Regions from separate parts of the Zea mays genome. Here region 2 is linked to region 1. A link is a contact called in public Hi-C data. All regions are on one chromosome and are shown on one strand. The core of a region is the stretch at or near the end of the contact, and the rest is flanking DNA. Distances in the headings are between cores, read along the strand shown.

Region 1 (6,975 bases), core at 1,742-4,241:
AGCAGTCTCTTGGAGGCGAGAATGATGGAGTTTGGAAGCTAAAAACGCTATTGGCATTGATATGCGGCACCTCTTAGAATTACTCTTAGAGAACAAAAAAAATTGAGCTTCAATCGTTAAACACTAAATCATGTATTTCAGGAAATAAATTACATTATTAGAAAAGAAAAGTTAAAAATAATGTAGAAAACAAGAACAAGACACTAATTTAGGTGTAGTATATTTTAGTAACTCCATGATCTGCTATTAGACGAGCTGCTAGACCGTCTACTTTATTAATTTGTCCAAAAAGTTCACTATTGAAGTCTTATGTCCGATCAACTCCTTGGCACGAGACGCGGGCGCAGCGGCTTCTTCATGACGGTGGTGAACTCGCGCTTCTCGTCGAACTCCACCTCGTGGCCGGGCGCTTCTTTCCACTCGAACTCCCTCACCATGCTGGCCACGAAGTACTCGAGGTGCAGCATGGCGATAGACATTCCGGCGCAGATCCTCCGCCCCACGCCGAACGGCATCATCCTAATCCCCTTGATTCCCGTCAAGTCCACCTCCGCGCCGTCGCCGCCCTCCAGGAACCGTTCCGGGACGAACTCCATCGGCCTCTCCCACTCCTGCTCGTCCCGTCCCATCACTGCCACCATGAAGTTCACCGTCGCGTCCTTGGGGATCAGGTAACCGCCGACGTCCATGTCCTCCGCAGCCTTGTGCGGCAGCACGAAGTGGCCCGGCGGGTGCTTGCGCAGTCCCTCCAGGATCACCGCCTTAAGGTATGGCATATTGGCATCCCGTGCACGGCCTCCTCCGAGACCGCCTCGGCGTCGCCATCGCCGCATGTAGCCTTGATCTCCGCGTAGAGCCGATCTTGGACGGCCGGGTTCTTTACCAGCTCGGCCATGATCCACTGCAGGCCCGTGGAGGTGGTGTCGGTGCCGGCGGTGAAGAACTCGGAGCAGAGCCTGACGATCTCGTCGTCGGTGAGCGGGCGGTGGCCCTCCTCGTCGGGGAGCGTAATGTCGAGCAGGGTGTCCACGTACGAGTGCTGGAACGTGGTCTCCCTCTCCGGCGCCTGGCCGTCCTTGGCGAGCCGCTTGTACTCGCGCCGAGCGTTGATCAGCGGCACGAAGAGCTCCGTCTGGCGCCGGTGCAGGGCGCGCGCGGTCTGCAGGCGGCCGCGGAAGACGTGCCTGGTGACGGACGGGAAGAAGAAGAAGACGCTCATCTGCTGGGAGATGTAGAGCAGCCATTTACGCTCGGCGTCCTGGATGGCGCGCACCGCGGGCTCGTCGAGCCGCTCGCCGAAGCACATGATCACGAGGAGGCAGAACATGGTGTACCGGAACGCCTCCATGACGTCGCGCGGCTCGTCGTCCCCGGCGGCACCACCCGCCCGCAGCTTGTCCATGAGGACGCCGCGCACCCAGGCGCGCGCGGGCGCGAACAGCCTGACGCGCGACGGGTGCAGCGTCTCGGCGACGAGGTTGCGGCGCAGGAGGCGCCACACGGGCCCGTAGTCGGTGCGGGTGATGATGTTGTCGCTGACGCCCAGGAGCGAGCTCGTGGCGGCCTGCGGCCTGTTCGCCATCGTGACGGCGCCGGCGCCCAGGAGCGCGGCGTGCGCGAGGCGGCGATCGGCCACGAAGATGGTCAGTTGGGAGCCCATCCGGAGCGTGACGACGGGGCCGTACCGCTTGAAGAGCTTCAGCAGGAGGGGCTCCACTTGCACCGCAGAGTTCCTCAGCCACAGCAGGTTGCCGAATAGCGGCACGGCCGGAGGACCTGGCGGCAGGCGGCGGTTCTTGGCGTGGAGGCGCAGGACGAGGAGTGAAAGCAGGAGGGCGCCGGAGAGGAGGAGCCAGCTGGTCTCCATGGTGTTTTTGCGACGAAACTGTGTTGTGTTGTGTTGTGTGAGAAGATTAGACGAACGGGATTCCGGTTTTATTATAGTGGGGTTTTGTACGTAAGTTCTGGCTCGTACAGCATGATTTCTCGTGCTGTGTAAGATCAGAAGATAGACAAGCGTGGCCGGATGCAAGTACACACGGCGGCGCGGACGCGCTTGGAAAGCGGTGGGCCAGAGATACGAGCGCACAGCGCACCTGTGCAACGGCGGCAAGGCGCCAAGGCATCAGCGCGATGCGCGACGCGGCGAGGCCCACCCCAAGGGCAGCATGGCCGCCGGCGACGGCAAGGTTCGAGCGTGCGCGGTCCGCGGTCGTCCACCCGGCTGGCAAAGCATCAGTTAGTTTTCCTTTCTTTTCTATTTTGCCCCTTTTTCCCACAACAATGAACAACATTTTCTTATAAATAAAACTGACGAGTAGTTTCATGATTATCCTATTTCAATATTTGATTACTAGGACAACACAAAATATACCATAGAAAAACTTTACTACTGGAGCAATTGATATACTAAATATTTGTAATTGCCCCGGCAACCAAAGATATACCACTGAATAATGAACTTTCTACCTAGAACAAGCTACTATTTACTATTGGGCTGCAAAATAACAACTCCCAGTTGGGACAACAGCCAACATACTGGCGTTTGTAGAAAAGATAGTGATTAGATTACTATACATTCATTTAACCTCGAAATAAGCTGCTGAGATTCAGACCATTGTTTACGCACCCATGTAACTGAAAAGATAGTAGCGAGTACCTTGAGAACATTGTCATCATATTCCATCACCATTGATACAGCAATTCTACTGCAAAGCAAATATAAATATTTGATTTGACTGGGAAAAAAACAAGAAGGATGCAGCTAAGTCCAGCAGGGCAACAGTGAAAACAACTAATATGATCCAACCGTTCGTACCTAAGACTCAGAGCATGGTTACGAATCATCAAAATTGTCATAAACGAGTAGCCATGGAAAAAGCCTCTGCACCTGATGCATTCAAAATTTCAAATGAAATGGTCAATATCACACCGGAGAGGAGAGAGAAGAAAGGAAAAGAACACAGGCAAGAGAAGCAGACAGAGGTATGGATATTTGGTTTCTGTTCTTCGATACCTTCTTCAGCGCAGATATTTGCCTCTTATACGTGTGGCTGACCCGCCCACGAATACACGGCCACAATACGGCCCAATACCAGAGATTAACAAAGTCTAACAATTGAGATTACAAGGCCAAATCCGGCCCAACAGGATCCACTAAAACCAAACCTTGTCCGCATACCTCTCCTACCGCCAACTCAGTCATCCGCGACGGTGTTTGCCTGATCCTGATGCAGCACCGATGTGACATGTAACAGGTGACATGAATGAAGCACTAGTAAAAAAAAAATCTTCACTAACTTGTTCATGACAGCATCGAAGTCCTGCACAGAAATTGAAGAGCGTCCCAAATATGTACTACAGCCAAAAATTCTGCGCGCTGGTATTTCTTGAAGGATGCTTCTTGATGGTAACCTGGATTGTTCAAAAGATAATAAAGGAATATATTAAATTTGTATAAAATGTAGTTTCCAAAAAAAGTAAACATTCAAAAGAATACAGGAACAGTAGTATGGAGTCACAAAGTTCTGTATATGCTCATGCGAAACCACGCCGTCACCTGCAAAAAGGGGAAGGAGTAACCTGGTATTAAGCGTTAGCTTGGGAACCTTATTTTCACAAGGATTTTAATTTTACCAAGTGAAATTAGTTTATTTTTCTCTTGAGAAAATAAGAATCCATTAGAAAACGGTGTTTTTAAACTAGCTCTAAACATTTCCTCTAGTACGTCCAAAGTACAGGATGACTATTTTTTCTGCTTCACTCGCAATTGTCATCGCCCAACCTTGAAGTTGAATAGGAGTCTGAAGAACATGGCCTGACCTGAAAAAGGACAGATAAGAAAAAGAATGATGGGGCGTTGAACAGACAAGAACAAGAATGATGAAGGGGTGGCCCTCTGAATTTCACTTGACATGCATTAGCTTAGCCATGTTAAATTAACACTGGAACGCAGATATTGGGAAGAATATATAAAATCAGCCGCTATATATAAAATCCCCCTTTCCACCCGTTGAAGTCGGCCACCCAGCCGCTATATATAAAATCATCCGCTATATATAAAATCCCTCCATCGCCATAAATAAAATCCCTTCCATCACCTTATATAAACTATGTTTTTGTTAAGATCTGCTGACTAGTTGCCATCCTATTGTACATCTCTAGGCTGGACTTTGCGGCATTCTCATTGCTGACTAGTTGCCATCCGTTGTTTTGTTAAGGGGTGTTTGATTTAGGGACCAAAGTTTAGTACGTGTCACACAGGATGTCGGCGTTTCGGACCCGGGAGGTCCCTGGACCGACGAGTAAATTTGTCGTTGCGTGCCCCTGCCTATATGGGTTGGTGCGAGATGGAACACAAGTGGGGGAATAAGCCTTGTATTATCCTGCACCAGGGTGCTCGTAGTAGGGGTTACAAGCGTTGCGAGGGAGCGAGGGCGAGAGAGAGGGAGAGAGAGAGGGTCCGGCCCTGCTCGTCTTCTCCCGTCCCTTTGTCGTGCGTCTACTCGTCTCTCCTACCGTGCGTCCGTGTGTTCGTACGTTGTTCGTATGCTTGTATGTTGTCCTCCCCTCCCCCCTTCCTGGACATCCCCTTTTATAGTCATAAGGAGATGGCCCAGCTGTGCAATGGGGATGTAGCTATGCGCTACGTGGCCAGCGGGGAAGTTCCTGGTCACTACGCACGTGTTAATGTGTCCGTCGGAGAAGTGCATGAGCCCTGTAGAAGCAAAGCTGTTGGCGCTGCATGGATCTTGCTGACGTCTCCTTGCTTCCGTAGGGGGTTTAAGAACCACCGACGTCATGGACGCATGCGGGGAACCATCATTGCCTGTTACCGGGGTAAGCTCGATGGGACGTCGGTCTTGTTCCTTCGTATCCTGAGCTAGCCAGGAGTAGGGTGATGATGTGTCCCTTGTGGCGCGGTCGATCTGAGCCTGAGGTCGGGCGAGGCGGCGGCTCCTCCGAGGCTGAGGCCGGGAACGAGGCCCACGGTCGGGCGAGGGCGTGACTCTTCCCGAGGCCGAGGCCAAGGCCGAGCCCTGGGGTCGGGCGAGGCGGAGATCTCCTCCCGAAGCCGAGGCTGAGGCCGAGCTTTGGGGTCGGGCGAGGCGGAGATCTCCTCCCGAGGCCGAGGCCTGGGGTCGGGCGAGGCGGAGCTTCCTGTTGCGCCCGAGGCTGAACTTGGCCATTGCCGGTTTCGCCCGGGTGGTTGGCACAGCAACCGGAGCGGGGCGGGCGGCGCTGCTCTCCTGTCAGATCGGTCAGTGAAAGGGTGCAGTGACTGCGGTCACTTCGACCTTGCCAACTGAGGCGCGCGTGTCAGGATAAGGTGTCAGGCGATCCCAGTATTAAATGCGCATGCAATACGGTCGGCCGGTAAGGCGATTTGACCAAGGTCGCTTGCACGACAAGGCATGCCTTTGGCTGAGCCGTGGATGCGCTCACTGCCTGAGGAGATCTTCGGGCGAGACGTGAACTCGTCCGGGACCACTGTTCCCGTCCGAGGCCGGGCTCGGGCGAGGCGAGATCGCGTCCCTTGGTAGACGAAGCTTTGACTTTGACCCGAACTGTAAGCCTTCATGGTTTGCTCTGAAGGTGTTTACAAGCCGTGTTTAGGAGTGTTGGGGGTACCTCTAATTACGATACCCGACAGTAGCCCCCGAGCCTCGAAGGGAGTGTAGGCACTCGCTTGGAGGCTCTGTCGGCTTTTTGCGAGAGGACCAGCCTTTCTTGGTTATGTTTCGTTTTGGTGGGTGTGCGCGAGCGCACCCGCCGGGTGTAGCCCCCGAGGCCTCGGAGGAGTGGTCTGACTCCTCTGAGGTCTTAATTCGTGTTGTGATGCCTCGGTCGGCCTGGTCGTTCCCTCATGCGGCCTGGCCGCAGCTCGGGTGCATGGTCAGGCTCCGAGTTTTTGAGCTGGTTCATTGACGCTGTCAACAGTTTTGGCCGCAGCCGGGTGCGAGGGCAGCCCCCGAGCCTCTGCACGGAGCGAGAGGACGATCAAGAACTGTCTCGACTTTTATTATACGCCCCTTCGTCGCCTTTTCGCAAGGAGGAAGGGGGGAAAGCGCCACGTTACCCTCGGAGGGCACTGATCATGGCGTTTCCGGTGAGTTGCTAATGGGTGATCCGAATGGACGCCCGTGCCCCGTTCGTTAGGGGTTGGCTAGTGGCCCAGAGGCGCGCTCCAAAAGTACCTGCAGGGGATTTGCTGGACTCAGACCCATTTCGATAGGGTCCGAGGGCTCGGTGCCTCCCTCCGGTAGGATTCCATCACAAATCGTTCCCGCTGGTCTCGGAAATGTCCTAGGGTACCTTGGGAGTGTAGCCCGAGCCTCGGCCATGTATTGGACGTACCCAGGGTCATCCCTCACTCTGCGTGTTCTGGGGCGGCTGTCGAACCCTTTCGAGGGGCCAACCTTCGAACCCCTGAGCAGTAATGGGCGCGGAGCCCGAGTGCTCTGGGGCGGCTGTCGAACCCTTCCGAGGGGCCAGCCTTCGAACCCCTGATCAGTAGGAGGGCTCGGGGGCCCGTTTCCTTCGCGGAGAAGGATCCTTTTCGAAATATCCCCTTTCTCGGTCCCAGCGGCAAGAGAGAGAGAGAGAGGAAACAGAAAAGGATCTGAATTTAAATAGCGTGGCGCACCTTTTTTGACGCGGCCATTATAGCGAAGGTGAAACGTCGCTCGCTTCGCCTGCCAAAGGTGTCGCTTGCTCTGCCAAGGAGTTAATGCGACGGGACGGGCGATTTGTGGGGCGTCTGTTGCGCATGCGCGGGCCATTCGAGGAACGGGGCACGGGCGCGTCGTCCTTACGCCGTGGGAGAGGCCCCCCCAGCCGCTTCAGGAAAGGACGCGAGCCTGGGGGTGATTTGACTGCTGCTTCCGCTCGTCTATTGTAGCAGTTATTGCCGGTCCGCTTTTGGCCATATCAACTGTCGCGCCTACCCCCGCGGCTGACTGACCCATGATCGCT
Region 2 (6,975 bases), core at 1,494-3,993, 78 kb after region 1:
GTTCCGACGCCCGGCACTAGGAGTCTTTCTCGTCGCCGCTCGCCTCCGGTGCCCAGTGCTGCACGTCGACCTATCCACGACTCGCCACCGACGTCGAACATTTGGAGTCGCCCACCGTGTCGGTCTCCTCCGACATCCAGTTATGCGCGTCGTACTCCCCGTCGCTCCCGTCCGATGTCGACGAGTTCTTGTTCTTCCGACTCGTGCAGGAAGCTCCCAACCAATCTTTTTAAGCATGTTCCTTGTTCCATATATAGTTTTGATTGTAGCAATACAAACTAGGAATGACATCGGACGGGTAAGACACTGATATATGGTTCGTGAACCCATACCCACGAGACAAAACTTAATCCATACCCATATCCGTATATGTTTGTGGGTATGGATCTGTACCCATACCCATACCCATCGGGTATCCGCTGTACCCATTACCCGTCTGCCCACTATAATTTTGTATTCAACACCAAACAATAATTTTATCATATTTCAAAAGTTTTATCATTTAAGCAGCATCAAATGTTAATTTTAGCACCAAACAACTTGTCATGGATGAAAAAATTGAAAAAATGGAAATTTAGGATAATGTATTAAATTAAGATGGTCCACATGTCAGATACCTATCGGATAATGGGTATGAATACTGGATATCCATACCCGCGAAACATATTATCAGCGAGTACTTTATTATATCCATACTCGCAAATTTCATTATACTCATACCCAGTGGATAATTATCCGCGGTTATTTATCCATACTCGTACCCATTACCATCTCTAATCCAAACTGTACCTAATGTATATTGTGTAGAATCTGCCATATACTGGTTACGTGATAATAGTTGTTGATATGCTATTTAGTTTGTTCGGATAATCGGTTAATATTTTACGAGTTAGTTTGTCATCGTTATTCACGTACCACAATAGTACAACAATAAAACAGTGAAACTATATAATTAAAAATAAAGTTAAGAAGGAACGGATGGTGGTTGAATTAGTTGAAGGAAATGTATATTTTATTGGTATGATGAGGTTTAGAGAGATATTCTAGGGGGAATCGCCACAAAGGTTAGGGGGGAGAGAGGGTAATAACATGGCACACCAGTTGGATATAGAGGGTAAAATTTAGAGAGGAGTGCTGAAGGTAGTCTGAGACGGTCACGCTGGCGTCCACATGAAAAGAATATTCTATCATTGTCAGCAATATTTTTACTTTATCTTATAATTCTACACGACCATATTTATTTTATATCTCAACTTTACTTCAACTATCACATATTATTATTTTCAATTCTTTTTAATTCACCAATCACATATACATGCCCATGCACATGCTGCCCTAAGTGAGATAGAGTATGTTTGGTTCGTTGCCCAACTTACCATATTTTGCCTAATTTTTTCTAACTAAGGTTTTTCAATTCAGACGACTAACCTTAGTTAAAGTGTGACATAGTTAGCCACGAACCAGACATGCCTTAAGTGCAACGCACTCGTAAATAGCGTTTTTGTGACTACCTCTATTTTACGGTAGCTTAGATAATCTCCAACAGCTTACTTATACTTATACCCATATTTAAACTACAGTCTACAGACAACACAATCTAGAATACAAAATAATGCAAAAGATGTTTTTGGTGACTATATGGATGAACTAATGTACTTTGCACCTATATAGTCAATAAAAATACCGTTTTGCATTATTTTACATTGTATATTGTACTGTGTTTATAAAATGTATTTTTGACGACCATATGGTGAACTCGGTGCAGCTTTTTTATGCTGTATCGTGTACTCCAAATCGATAGAGTACTACTATTTCATGAGGTGCGACGGACAGCCTGACCCAGCTCACCTGAGTGGCTGGCACCCCACGTGCCGGCGCTGGCCTGACACCTTGGCGCATCGCATGGTCCATGGCGGCGCCCACCCGGCCAGCCTATATCCTACACCCGGTCTGGATGCATCCAAGCCGAAGAGGGCCCAGGCCGGCAATGCACACACCACTATCCACGGATGGAGTGTGAAAAATAGGATGCTAAACCGTAGTTTATTATTAAAAAAAGTTTAAAATAAGTGTGAGATAGGCTTAAAATAGGAGATCTAAGGACCGCGTAAAAAATTGTCGCAACACTTGTCCTGTCAGTTAGCCGGATTAGACCCGCCGTGTCAGCTATGGTGACCTACTGACGACTGCTATAGACACCAAGGCACTGTGATTAGCTACCATCAGCCTATCTTATCATTTGTTATTTGTACATATGAGGCTGAATACATACCACGACTCTAAACCATCCATTTGGTTATGATCTTTTTTTTAAGAAAGTGCATATAGTTTTTTGACCAAGAAAATAAGCATGTAATTATGACTACCAATTGGTCGTTTTAGATTAAAGGCGATTGTTTGTATTGCTGTAGTTGTAATTTATAGAGACAAAAAACAATGTAAAAACAATAAAATCCAGTACAAACATTGCAATGGTCCACCTAGCATTCTTAATTCTTTGATCCTTTCATACCGCGTTCACGTTAACGGACGGCAGCAGCGGGCGGGCCGGCCGGCCGGCTCACGTGAACAACGCCCACGAAACAGCGCTGGCTGTTGCAAAAGCAACCGTTTCCAGTTTCCTCGCCAGTGCACCCCCCCTCCCCTGGCTCCCTCTCTCCTCCGCCCCCTTTTTTATCGCCCGATCTCACACATTTTGGAAGGAGAGAGAGAGAGAGACAGAGGGAGAGATTGGAGGGAGGCCCCTGCCCAAGGCAAGAGAAACCGCGGCGCGCGGAGAGGGAGGAAGGGCAGACGCAGACGGGCGAACAAGATGAGGGAGATCATCAGCATCCACATCGGCCAGGCCGGGATCCAGGTCGGCAACGCCTGCTGGGAGCTCTACTGCCTCGAGCACGGCATCGAGCACGATGGCACCATGCCCAGGTGAGTGCTGCATCCCTGTCGATCCGCCCGACGCGCTCCTCCTGTTTACCCATTTTTTGCAGCTTAAAGCTGTTGCGCGTTCTATGGAGCCGGCGCCTCAAAATTCTGGCGTGCTCATGCGTCGCATTTCCTAGATTCGCTGCGTTGTTTTCTTCCAATTAGTCGGAGCAAATGACGGGACGTGTAGGTGTAGTGATGGTACTTCCATATCCGTTTCGTATTTTTGGTTCGTCTGTTCCTTTCCGTTGCACTCGCAGTTTGGTCCTTTGCGACTGGATTTGTTTGTTGGGTGGGATGTGTTGTTGTTGTCTGTTGGGTTTTGGTGCATTTTGCCGGTTGTTGAGAGATTGCATGAGCCGGACCAGATGCAACGTTTCCTAATTAAGAGTTTGCGTTAGCGTTTTTTTTGACTATTAATACTAGGCCTGTTAATTAGGCAGGCGCCACAGAAGGATGCGTTGAGGTCGTGTAGAGGAGCTCACGTTAATTCTTGTGTGCTTGGGGACAGATAGGGTTTCCAACTCTGTATGTAAGGCGCAAGATCTGAAGAATTGAATCTGCAGGGATGTCATCTAAATAAATAATTTAACTGGGATGTTCTGATGAGTGTCAGACCATGGATCTCCCTGGATTCACGAGTTTCATCTGACCCTCTGTTAAAAGTAGCACCCTTCTCTGTTTGCCTGATCTTGTAGTACCATAGAAAATTGCCCTAATGCTGCTCCGCCTGATAATAGAAAAAATCCTGTTTAGGACCCCAAGGAGGCAGGTTTCATAGGCTATAAATTCTCTTTAAGCGCATATGCCAATGGTTCGTGCCTTATTGGAGTTCCATGCTATCTATTTTTTATAACACTGGTTTGATTGTGATGCAGTGATTCCTCGGTTGGCGTCGCACATGATGCCTTCAACACGTTCTTCAGCGAGACTGGTTCCGGCAAGCATGTGCCCAGGGCCATCTTCGTCGACCTTGAGCCCACTGTCATCGACGAGGTTCGCACTGGCTCGTACCGCCAGCTCTTCCACCCAGAGCAGCTCATCTCGGGGAAGGAGGACGCAGCTAACAACTTTGCCCGTGGCCACTACACGGGTAATTCACCTTGTGTCTGAATAGATAATAGGAGTGGGTCCTATGCTTCTGCAACTGTGGAAATGTTCAATTCTAATTATGGTGCAATGCAGTTGGGAAGGAGATTGTCGATCTATGCCTGGACCGTGTGCGCAAGCTTGCAGACAACTGCACTGGGCTGCAGGGATTCTTGGTGTTCAATGCTGTTGGTGGTGGTACTGGCTCTGGACTTGGTTCACTGCTGTTGGAGCGCCTTTCAGTTGATTATGGCAAGAAGTCTAAGCTTGGTTTCACCATTTATCCTTCCCCACAGGTATGACCTTATGACAGAACCTTACATTAGCAACCTAGTTTCTGTGGATGTCACACAAAAATGTATTCATATAATTATTCTTTCCAAAAGGAGTTTGGCTTAAGTATATGAGAATTGTAAAACATACATGAAGTATTAGGTCGGCAATTTATATTTATACACCCAACATGAAATTGTTTTATATGTAAATTAATCTACGGATTATGCAATTTGGTGGCACTGTCCTTGCCTTCTAAATTACAGACAGACACTGATTATTGGATCAGCCTAGCATTATTTAAATCATGTGTGGACAAAACAAGCAACTGTTGTGAACTTATGGTTAGTGAGGACCTTCTTGTATATTGTTTAGACCATGGTTAGTACAGCTGTCACAGTCTTACAGCTGTCACAGTCTTCAGGTCTTCTTTATGAGTGTCTTTAAATCATGCATTGCATATGTGCCAGCATTATCCTATAGTGCTGCTCCTTCCTGTCCATGTGATGTGGTCCATTCAGCTTGTTCATGTGAGTAGGTTTTCTGCATCTTAGCTGTTGTGGGGAAAGTGGGTAGAGATGTTCGATGAATTTGGATCTGATCCATCATTTAACTTTTCATGTAACGCCACTCTGGAATGCAGGTGTCAACAGCTGTTGTAGAGCCATACAACAGTGTCCTCTCGACCCACTCCTTGCTCGAGCACACTGATGTTGCAGTCCTCCTGGACAACGAGGCTATCTATGACATATGCAGGAGGTCCCTTGACATCGAAAGGCCAACCTATACCAACTTGAACAGGCTGATCTCACAGATCATATCATCACTTACCACCTCCCTGAGGTTTGATGGGGCTATCAATGTGGATGTTACTGAGTTCCAGACCAACCTTGTTCCATACCCACGTATTCATTTCATGCTTTCCTCATATGCCCCTGTAATATCTGCTGAGAAGGCCTACCATGAGCAGCTCTCTGTGCCTGAAATCACCAATGCTGTATTTGAGCCCTCAAGCATGATGGCCAAGTGTGACCCAAGGCACGGAAAGTACATGGCTTGCTGCTTGATGTACCGCGGTGATGTTGTTCCTAAGGATGTCAACGCTGCAGTTGCAACCATCAAGACCAAGAGAACTGTCCAGTTTGTGGACTGGTAAGATGTCTTTGTCGCATTTGAGTTGTGCTTATTCTATGATATCACATGCTTGTCACTTGATTCGCGATGGTAAGTGGTAACTAATTCAATTATGCTGTCGCCACACAGGTGCCCCACTGGATTCAAGTGTGGCATCAACTATCAGCCACCCTCTGTTGTCCCTGGAGGTGACCTGGCAAAGGTCCAGCGTGCCGTGTGCATGATCAGCAACAACACCGCCGTTGCCGAGGTGTTCTCACGCATCGACCACAAGTTTGACCTTATGTACGCCAAGCGTGCATTCGTTCACTGGTATGTCGGTGAGGGTATGGAAGAGGGTGAGTTCTCAGAAGCCCGTGAGGACTTGGCTGCTCTTGAGAAGGACTATGAGGAAGTCGGTGCAGAGGGTGCCGATGATGAGGGTGACGAGGGAGACGACTATTGAGTAGCTGGCTAATAAGTAGTTCTCTGGTGGTTAATGGTTGGGTTATTTTGAGTATATACTCTATGGTTCCACTCCATTGGATACTGCTGCTGTGTGTTTCCATTTTGTACTATGTAGTAAATTGTTCGTAGCCCCCTATTGGCCATGATTGTTCATATCATCCTTCTTTGGTTTGCAACGCTATTCGTCCAATTTCGGTGTATATGCTATAATGCTATTATGTTGCAAGTGTGCTGTGCTCAACCATTGGGTTTTATTTATATTTAGAAACAGAAGGCATTATTACTCTGCGCTGCAGCTTGTTTCTGGATCATGGGAACATTGAGATTTGAGAAGTTTTGATAGCAGTCTATCACTGTGAGGGCCTAAGGAGGCCCACGGAGGGGCTGCGGTAGCAGCAGCCATGGGTCCTCCAAGGAAGAATAGATAAGGATAGTTAGAGATAAGATTAGAAGATTAGTTGAGATTATTTAGGAGATTAGTTGAGATTATTTAGGAAGGTTATCAGTTAGTAGTTTGTTAAGAGTTTTTAGGAGAGTTTTAAGGAGATAAGGATCTATAGCTAGATAGGGGCAGCCAGCTGACCTATTTATGTAATCAATGGATGAAAAATATAGTAGGCAAGAATTAGAAAGGAGAAACCCTCCTCTTGCTCGGCTGTGGGCAGAGGCCCCCGACCGACGTTCCTGCTCATCGATACACCTATATAATCCCTCACCGATCTAGCGACCATAACATCTCTCCCCTCCTCCGAGAACAGCTCGTCCTCGAGCTGAAAATGGGGGTAGGAAGACGTGAACTGTTGCAATGGCTCCCAAGTAGCTTCTGTCGGCTGTGTTCCACTCCATTGTACCTGAACATGCCAGACACCTCGTTGTATTCTTGCTTTGAGCACCTTCTCTGGTGAGGGCAGCAGTCGACCATTTTCCATTGCTAGAAGAGCAGGAGGTAGCACTGGTGGGACGCCTCTGTATGGTTTGAGGAGACCAACGTGAAAGACGTCATGGATGTATGCTCCCGTTGGGAGTTCCAGGCGGTAGGCGACCTCGCCGATTCGTTCCGTGATACGGAAGGGTCCAGCATAGCGAGGTCCCAACTTGCCTTTGGGTCGA

Evidence for each region. Hi-C and Micro-C count contacts between places; a contact is called where the count stands out from the background.
Region 2: a contact with region 1 is called in a Hi-C map of leaf mesophyll, with 2.1 times the contacts expected there. The contact joins the promoter of LOC542248 here to the enhancer-like site in region 1. A contact is called at or near these places in 9 of 25 Hi-C or Micro-C datasets (bundle sheath, ear, leaf and 2 more).

What each region holds. Positions count from the first base shown.
Region 1 is chr2:213,391,595-213,398,569 of Zm-B73-REFERENCE-NAM-5.0, forward strand. It overlaps the pseudogene LOC103647768. Among protein-coding and RNA genes, the nearest start is that of LOC100275035, 39 kb to the right of the region's middle. Within about 2 kb of position 2,992, at least 5 of the 20 cell types and tissues checked have an H3K27ac peak or open chromatin away from gene starts, as enhancers often do. A contact at or near this core is called in leaf mesophyll, where this site is marked.
Region 2 is chr2:213,469,748-213,476,722 of Zm-B73-REFERENCE-NAM-5.0, forward strand. LOC542248 (alpha tubulin 5) reads left to right here and starts at 2,744. Exons shown (of 5, transcript NM_001111854.1): 1 at 2,744-2,925; 2 at 3,801-4,015; 3 at 4,108-4,307; 4 at 4,928-5,436; 5 at 5,548-6,053. The coding sequence starts at 2,813. The coding sequence ends at 5,863.